2 separate regions of the Mus musculus genome follow, and region 2 is linked to region 1. Evidence: chromatin contacts called from public HiChIP or PLAC-seq data. All regions are on one chromosome and are shown on one strand. The core of a region is the stretch at or near the end of the contact, and the rest is flanking DNA. Distances in the headings are between cores, read along the strand shown.

Region 1 (4,309 bases), core at 542-3,041:
TGAATACAGAGGTCAGAGTTCATGCTACGTAAGGCAGATCACTACTTACTTCTTAGTATGCTCACTAAATCTGCTAATATTGTCATTTCAATTTTAAGTGACTTTCTACAAGTCTACTGGGACGATGGCTAATGATCTGCAAGCTGGAAGGCACAAATATAGGTGGAGAGCTACAAGATTTGTAACAGTTCCTCATGTGCTTAAAAGGCTTAATTTTAAAGATCATAATTGACATTATCAAAGCATCAAGCAAGCCTAGAAGAAAAACATGTAAACCTGAAAAAAATAATTACTTACAGAATTTTGTTGTTAAGTTCAATCATAGAAAAGCTAGCATTTTTGTCGATTTAGGTGGAAAAAGTTGTACTATTACTTTTACAGATGAGTAAAATTATTCAATCACTCTCAATATTTCACATAAATAAATTTGGCAAGCATTAATGTACTTAAAATTTGCAAGACTTACAATGTACTAGGAGTTTTATTTTTCTTAATATGCTATTTCCTGCTATAATATTGTGTCAAAAAAATAAACCTAACTCAATAGTGAACTACAATAACGTGTTATCTGATGAAATCCCTTGTTTTTTAATAGGCCTGTTTTTAAAAGTGAGACTCAAGTTAACTATGAGGGACATCATAATGAAGTTTCACAGTACAACACTAGTCACAGAGGCATTGCCCTAGGAGAGCCTGACACTGGTAAACAGTATTCTGAAATAGGCTACTCAGACACTCCATTATTCTCCCTACTTCAAATCATTTAATTAACAAACAACTTGCCTTTGACCAGACTAAAAGCTTTAAATGTCAATGATGAGGCCTAGTTACGGGCTGGGTCCGTAGAAAAGAGATTACCACCTCATTCGGAATTATTTCTCTATCTGTAGTGGAAATTGTTTCAGTTCCCTTCCCATTATGTCTCCCTTTCCCCCAACACTACACTGGAAGGGAGTAACTCAAAGTCTTCCCCTCGTCTATACCTAAAGACTGTGGAGGTTCCTTCCCCAAGGAGAAGACAGCAAAGGCCCCGGCCGGCGATCTCCAGAACACCCCGAAAAGCGTGGGCCTGGGGGGTGCGCTGCGGCCGGGGGATCCAGTTACTACCTTTCCCCTTCCCCCAACCCACTTCCCGGGTTTTCTCGGCCTGCTCCTTCTTCCCCACCGCCTAGTCACACTTCCAGATGTTGCCGCCACCGCCTCGGGGCTCCCTCTAGAGCTCACGTGCCCCCGACGAGTGCTTCGGCATCGGCCCTCCAAACCCCGTTCCTCCCCAGGCCGGCCGGCCGGCCAGCCGCCCGCGAGACCGCCTCTCCCAGGGCCCGGGGAGGGGAGGGAAAGGCGGCGGGAGGAGGAGGGGAGGCCGCCGCTTCCCCAGAGGCAGAGAGGCGGCCGCAGCGAAGCCGGCCAGGGCCCGCCGGGGGTCGCGGAAGGAAGGGGCCCTGCCGCCCGGGGCTGAGATGGGGGCGTCCGGTAGCTCGTTCCTGACCTCCTCGCTCTTCAGCACCTCCTTGAACTCCCGCTTGATTCGCTGCACCGCGATGTTGGCCATGTCTCTGCCCGCAGCTGATTCGTACCCGCCTCCTCCGCCACCGCTACGACCACCGCCACCGCTGCCACCTCTTCCTCCGCCGCCGCCTCCTCCCTCAGCGATTCAGACCCGAGCACACGAACGCTGCCACTGCCACCCTCGCCGTCGCGTTCCTCCTCACTGTAGAATCACCTCCGCGCCCGGCCACCAAAATGGCGCCGGGTCCGCGCATGCGCACCACGCTGACCCGACCGGGCGGCGCAGCCGCTCCAGTGGGAGCCCCATACGTCTCCAGCAGCGAGCCCGCGCCGCGCCGCGCCGCGCGTCTCAGCCGGGGCTTCGGCCGCGTGGCTCCGCCCTGCCGGCGGCTGGGGCCAGGAGGGTGCGGCTTCGCGGCCTGTCCGCGGGGTCTGGGCCTGCCGGGTCCTCCCCTGCCCCTCGGCCTCCTTTACAGAGAGACCTCCAGTCCCTAGGCTGGGACCCGAGGTGGGAGCCCGGCCTGGCGGGTGTCCCCGGCCCTAGCCGGGCCGAGCCCCGCTCTAACTCGGCCAGACCCAGAACCCACGGGCTCGAAGTGCCTCCCTGTGTCTAGCGGAGGAAAAAGCTATGCAGGAACTGGGTCCTGCCCAGCGTCCGTTGGTAAACCCCCGGGAAATCCACTGCCGTAGCTTTTGTTCTGGAACCATGATAAGGCAACTATTATTCGGTCATCTCAGGTATTACAGATGTTTAAGGTTGTGTAATGGTTGTGTCCCACGGCTTGTAATTGATACAGGTGTTGCCAGAAAGAGGCCTGTGATGGGTTTAAAAGCCAGAAGTTACATCTTTGCCCTGTTTAGATAATCAATGCTGAACTGCAGAACTAAGGTGTTTTTCAAACTTGAAAGTGCCTCGGAATCCCTGGAGAGCTGGTTAAGATTGTTAGCACCTATCTCTAGAGTGTGGATGGACCTAAGAATTGGCATTCCTAGCAAGCTCCCTGCTGCCCGTTTTTCAGCGGCCACGCTGTGGGAATGACTGGATTAAGCATGTGAAGAACTGTATTTATTATAGTGACAGTTGAAGAAATAGAAGGCCGAAAGAGCTTTAAACTTACAAAGGTGTTTGGCGCTTGTATTGAGTGAATATAGTTGAGTGGAGAAAAGAGAAACGAGTAAAATTATTTAATTGAGCAATAACGTGGAGAGGCTATTTGAAAGTGGTTAGTAGAGTTTAAAACAATATGGTGTGGGTGCTGAGAGGTACTTTGAAAATAACATTTTGAGCGCCGGGCATGGTGGCGCACGCCTTTAATCCCAGCACTCAGGAGGCAGAGGCAGGCGGATTTCTGAGTTCGAGGCCAGCCTGGTCTCAGAGTGAGTTCCAGGACAGCCAGGGCTATGCAGAAAAACCCTGTCTGGAAAAACCAAAAAAGTAAAAATAAAAAAAAAAGAAAGAAAATAACATTTTGAAATTATGAAGGTGTTATTGTAGGAATATGTTTCATGTATTCACCTAATCGATCAGTTCCGTATTCCATTTTAAGACTAATGCTAGCTGAGTGTGGTGGTACAAGCTTGTAATCCTAGATTGGGAGTCAGAAGCAGGAGGACCATCAGTTCGAGAATCATGTTTCCCTCATCTGTGAGATAAGGAGGTTGTTTAAACTTCTAAGAGTTCAATTTTTCTTTTTTTTTTTCTTTTTATATTTATATTATATGTAAGTGCACTGTAGCTATGTAGCTATCTTCAGACGTCCATAAGAAGGCATCAGATCTTGTTACAGATGGGTGTGAGCCACCATGTGGTTGTTGGGATTTGAACTCAGGACCTTCAGAAGAGCAGTCAGTGCTCTTAACCGCTGAGCCATCTCTCCAGCCCCAGTTCAAAATTTCTGAAACACTCAAAACCTTTCCCTGAGTATACTGACAAATTATAAAAGATCTTCTAGCAGAGCCCCCTAGTGGTGATAAGAGGGGGTTCTACTATATACTGAACACTACAAAGGATTTTTGCCATAATATAAATCTAGAAATGTTGTAGGTATTTGTGCCAATACAACCTAAACACTTTCTATCCCACTCTGCCTAACCTCAGGAGACATAAGGATACTCAGACAGGGGGAACTAGTTATAAAGGTCGGGTGAGTTCTTGGAGAGAAAGAGACTCGATAATATTTTTCTCTGCTGAAGGTTGAACCCAGGGCCTGTGCAAGCCAAGTATGTGAACTGTGACTGACCTAGAGCTCAGCCAAGCTGTATGTGTGTATGCTCTGTGTGTGTTTATGTGCTCTTGTTATACAACCTAGGCTGGCCACAAACTAAAACCTTTTCCGACTCGGCTTCCCCAATGCTCAGACTACAGACAGACTCCTCCACACCAGGCCAAGGCTTGTGAATTTTTTAAATGCAAGTAATTGTTTAACTACAATCCCACTTTTCAAATTTATTCTATTAACATTCTAGAGAACCAAAAGAATGTAACTAGTGATATCTGAATAGCTTCCTGAGTAGTAGTATAACAATTTTTATGTCTTGGTCTTGGCAAAGCACCACAATTTTCAATGTTCGCATTAACAGGTGTGTAAAGAGCCTATTTAAATCTCTGCTCTCTTTGCAACTTATCTGTAAATTAGTAATTCTCAACTGGGTGAGGTGACTTACTCCCTTAACCCCAGCTACTTGGCAAGCTAGGTCAGGGGAGTTTGACGTAGCCTAGAGAAAAACTTATGGTCAGAGAATGAAATCTGTAGTCTGGGTGGAGACCTGACATTCCAGCTAGGCTGGTTCAGTAGCTTTG
Region 2 (4,309 bases), core at 572-3,071, 470 kb before region 1:
CTCCTCCTCCTCCTCCTCCTCCTTCTTCTTCTTCTTCTACTTCTTCTTCTTCTCACTCTGTAGACCAGGCTGGCCTCAAACTCATAAATCCGCCTGCCTCTGCCTCTGCCTCTGCCTCTGCCTCCCAAATGCTGAGATTAAAGGTGTGTGCCACCATTGCTCGAGTTCTTCTGCATTTCTTAATTTCTATGCTGCAATGTGTCCTCATGACTGACCCCAGGTTTCCCAAATATCTTCTCTGACTGAGTGTAGAGCTAAGACATGTGCAATGGCCCATCACAGAACAGAACTTCTACCAAACAGATGAAAATGACCTTAGTTATTTAATTATATAAATCATGGTGGTGAATTTTAAGTATTTATTACATTATTTTAAATGTATTTCTACTACCTTGCCTTGTCTGTCCTGGAACAGAAGAACCCTGAACTTCTAAGTCCTGTGTCCTCACCCCCCCCCCCACCTCACCTACAGCACCAAAGCTGGAACCGTGACCTCAGTCTTTCCGAGTTGGGAGGGGAGGGGTGGTTGGGAATTAACCAATGTCCCACAGGTATGGCCTTTGTTTGAGAACAGGATGCAAATAAGTTTCACTTCTATGCTTTGCATGGGCTGAACTCCTCGGGGCTGCGGGGCTGCGGAAGGAGGAACAGTCTCCGGACAAACCGAGGAACAGGGAAATGAGCCTTACTTTGTGTGACACCTTGCCTGGCTTCCCACTCCCATTCTCCTCAGTTTGCTTGGAAACTTGACGATTTGACATTTAAAGGTCAACTGGGTTACCTAAAGGGAGAACAGGTTTCCTGTGAAAGCCACTCAGGAATCAGCTTATCAGGTAGCCTCTGGGGCAGGGAGTGGTCTGCAGAAAAGAACATTTAATGGGACAAAGGGAAGGAGGACCTAGCAACAGTTTTGCGGTGAAGCCTTGGGTTGGTGGACGCTGGGAAGAGGAAAAGACAGACGCGGCAGGCGGTAGGAAGAGGGGCGGAGGAACGTGACCCCGTTCAATCCTATTCATCAGAGCTCTGTTGCTCTGATTTTACACAGTTTTGTGAGGAAGTTCACCTCCTCACTCTTCTGTGTCCTCCACAGCGAAATGCCAGGGATAAAGTGAATGAGGAAGTAAAGCCCAGTGCCTGGCACCTGATCCAACCTCAACATTTCCCAGCCCCCCTCGTAGAGGCCTGTGGGGCCCAGGTGTTGTTCCCATCCCCTCCCCTACTCCCACCCCCACCCCACACTTCGCTTCGCCCCGCCCCCGCCCCCAGTATATTGGTCACTCACTTAGGGAACACCAATTGTCAAGTGCCAATCCTGTTTTAGATAGTCTGGTATGCTCACAACTCTTGTGATGTAGGCTCATACAGGTAGCTAAGAGTATGTTGGAAACCTGGCTTCCTGCTTAGCTAGGGGAGACCTGGGCTAGTCACCCGGCTTCCACTTCTTGTCTATGAATCACCATACCTAGCCTGCAAGATTGTTGCGGGGAGAAGCATTGCTTAATTATTTAGTAGCTGAGTAAGTTGCAGGTATTAAACAGGTCTGTGCGACCTTGGGCAGACCACTCCACTCTCTCTGGGTCTTGGTTTCCTCCTTTGTGTATCTTGGGACGGAAGATCTCAGAGGCGGCCGGTTCTAGCCTTCTGTTATTCTATGACAAACAAGATTGTCTGCCTCACTCTGTCCCTGCCTAGCTACACAGAGATTAGACTGTTTGCTTTTGCAACGCTCAGATAGCAAAGACCTTTGACAGCTGAGAAGGCTCCTTCATTCCCTCCCCTTGAACCCAGTTCAAAGCTGTAGGACAAGGGGCACCAGGATTAGAAAAGAAGGCAGAGCACCAGGTGGCAAGATCTGGGTGTGGCGAAAACTGCCTAGAGGGATAGAAGCCATCTAAGGTGAGGACTTACAGGGAGGACGATGGTTGCTTGAGGCCCGGAGATTCTAGTCCCAAACTGGTAGGGCTTGGGGAGATTTCACACACGCCCACGGGGGCACGCGTGCACACACACACACACATACACACACACACGCACACACCAGTTTCAGAAGACAACTTTTTTTTCCTGAATACTGGCTGGATGAGGCAAAAGCTTTTTCTTAAAAAGGAAAGAGGCACTGTAAATGGTTTTTCTAAAGTAAGAGATGGGAGGTTATAGACAACGCTTAGGACTCCTGGCTTAGAGGTAATGAAGGGATAGACTGAAGGCTGATGGGAATAATTCTCCATGCTGTCCTGAGGTCCGTAACTCAGTAATGGCATGCAGGCTGAACACTCTGAGTGTAGTACACTAGACCTTGGCTGAAAGTGGGAAGATTCTCTCTCACCTGTCCCTGGGGAAGATTGGAAGCACTGGCGGCGATTCATCTACAGAATTCCTTGTTCTTTTCCTTCCCTCCCCTCCCCTCCCCTCCCCTCCCCTCCCTTCCCTTCCCTTTCCTTTCCTTTCCTTTCCTTTTCCTTTTTTTTTTTTTTTTTTTTTTTTTTTTTTTTTTTTTTTTTGAGGCAGGGTCTTAGTGTGCTGCTCAGGCTGTCCTGGAACTCACTATGTACACCAGGCTGACCCTGAATCCAATCAGAGCCACCTGCCTCTGCCTCACAAGTGCTGTATTAAAGACAAGCACCATCATACGTGGCTCCAGACCATCCTAGGTCAATGAGACTATACATAAGATTTGTTTGTGTTTGTTTGTTTGTTTGTTTGTTTGAATGGAAAATTTGGAACTGTGTGTAAGGGCTCGTTTTCCATGATGTGTGGTGGTTTTGTTTGTTTGTTTGGTCTTTTTGTTTTGTTTTATTTTTTGTTTTTCCTTTACTTATTTGAGCACACCCTTGTTTTCCCACTGTAATTTTTTTTTATTGTCAGTCAAGGCCAAGGTGCTGCTCTGCAGTTGAGAGAACTCGCTCATTAAGAAGGGTCTGAGCCAGCCGGGCGTGGTGGCGCACGCCTTTAATCCCAGCACTCGGGAGGCAGAGGCAGGCGGATTTCTGAGTTCGAGGCCAGCCTGGTCTACAAAGTGAGCTCCAGGACAGCCAGGGCTATACAGAGAAACCCTGTCTCGAAAAACCAAAAAACCCAAAAAAAAAAAAAAAAAGGGTCTGAGGCCCCAAGCTTTTAAATTCATGAGCTTTGGGTTCTCTTCCTAGCCAGAGTGTCTCTGCTAAATGACCAACCTCCTGGCATTTCCCCATATAGCTTGCCCATTATCAAGATTGCATTTCTTCATTTACCCAAGCTCTAATGTGTGCCAGCAATTCCACGTCTCTCCTTTAGCAAATGTAGTGTTCAAGTTGTTATTTTCCTCTGAAACCTTGCTTTTAGTGTAAAAAAGCTGAATACTAGCTTACTCTTAGTGCTTGTCATCAACCACTGTGATCCCTTTAACAGATTGGTCATCTAGCCAATACAGGGAAAAGACACACACACATATACATATACACACATACAAACACATATGCACACAAACACACACATGCACATACCCAATACACATACACAGACATACACATATATACACACATACATAGACGTGCACATATATACACACATACATATACACACATACACACACATACATATACACACATACATGTATATATACATACACATACACACATATATACAACACACATACATACACATGCACACATATACACACACATATATACATACATACACATGCACACATATACACACATACACACACATATACACATACATACACATGCACACATACACACATACATAAACACACATATACACATACACACACACACACTCACACACTACCCGCCCACCCAGTCATTACCCCATATGTTAGTTTGTATACTTCATGATTAGCAAGGTCAAATCTCTAAAACAATTGTTTAACTTATTTTGAGGAAAGAAAAAAAAGCTTAATACCTGACAGAAAAAAACTAACTACCCCTTATTCCTCTGTGTAGACAAAAGGAAACCTGGTTTAACTGAAGCAGAGCTGGGTAGGGTGAGCGCGCCTGCAATCCCAGCACTTGGGAAGCTGAGGTCTGAGGACTACTTCAAGTTCAAAGCCAGTGTGTTCTTCGCAGGCCTGCATAGTGAGATGCCATCTAATTACAAAAAGAGAAAAAGAAGAAAGAAATGGAGAATGTTTTGGGTGGTGTGAGCCTGTGTGTGTGTGTGTGTGTGTGTGTGTGTGTGTGTGTGTGTGTGTGTGTGTGTGTGTGACCAACCAATCACTCATATTTGGGAAATAGAAAGAGAAACCATCACCATATCAAAGATGGAGGGATGAAGTCAGGGGACTCTGGACATCTCTTCTTTTTTTCTT

What was found. HiChIP or PLAC-seq counts read pairs in DNA pulled down with a chosen protein or histone mark.
Region 2: a contact with region 1 is called in a FOXA1 HiChIP or PLAC-seq map of pancreatic cancer cells. The contact joins the promoter of 9130230L23Rik here to the promoter of Ube2k in region 1. A contact is called at or near these places in 2 of 115 datasets of contacts at active chromatin or transcription factors (effector CD8 T cells and pancreatic cancer cells).

The regions. Positions count from the first base shown.
Region 1 is chr5:65,534,727-65,539,035 of GRCm38.p6, reverse strand. Ube2k (ubiquitin-conjugating enzyme E2K) reads right to left here and starts at 1,791. Exons shown (of 7, transcript NM_016786.4): 1 at 1,490-1,791. The coding sequence starts at 1,552. It also overlaps a transcript of Smim14 not described here.
Region 2 is chr5:66,001,797-66,006,105 of GRCm38.p6, reverse strand. 9130230L23Rik (RIKEN cDNA 9130230L23 gene) reads left to right here and starts at 1,821. Exons shown (of 7, transcript NR_027961.1): 1 at 1,821-1,896.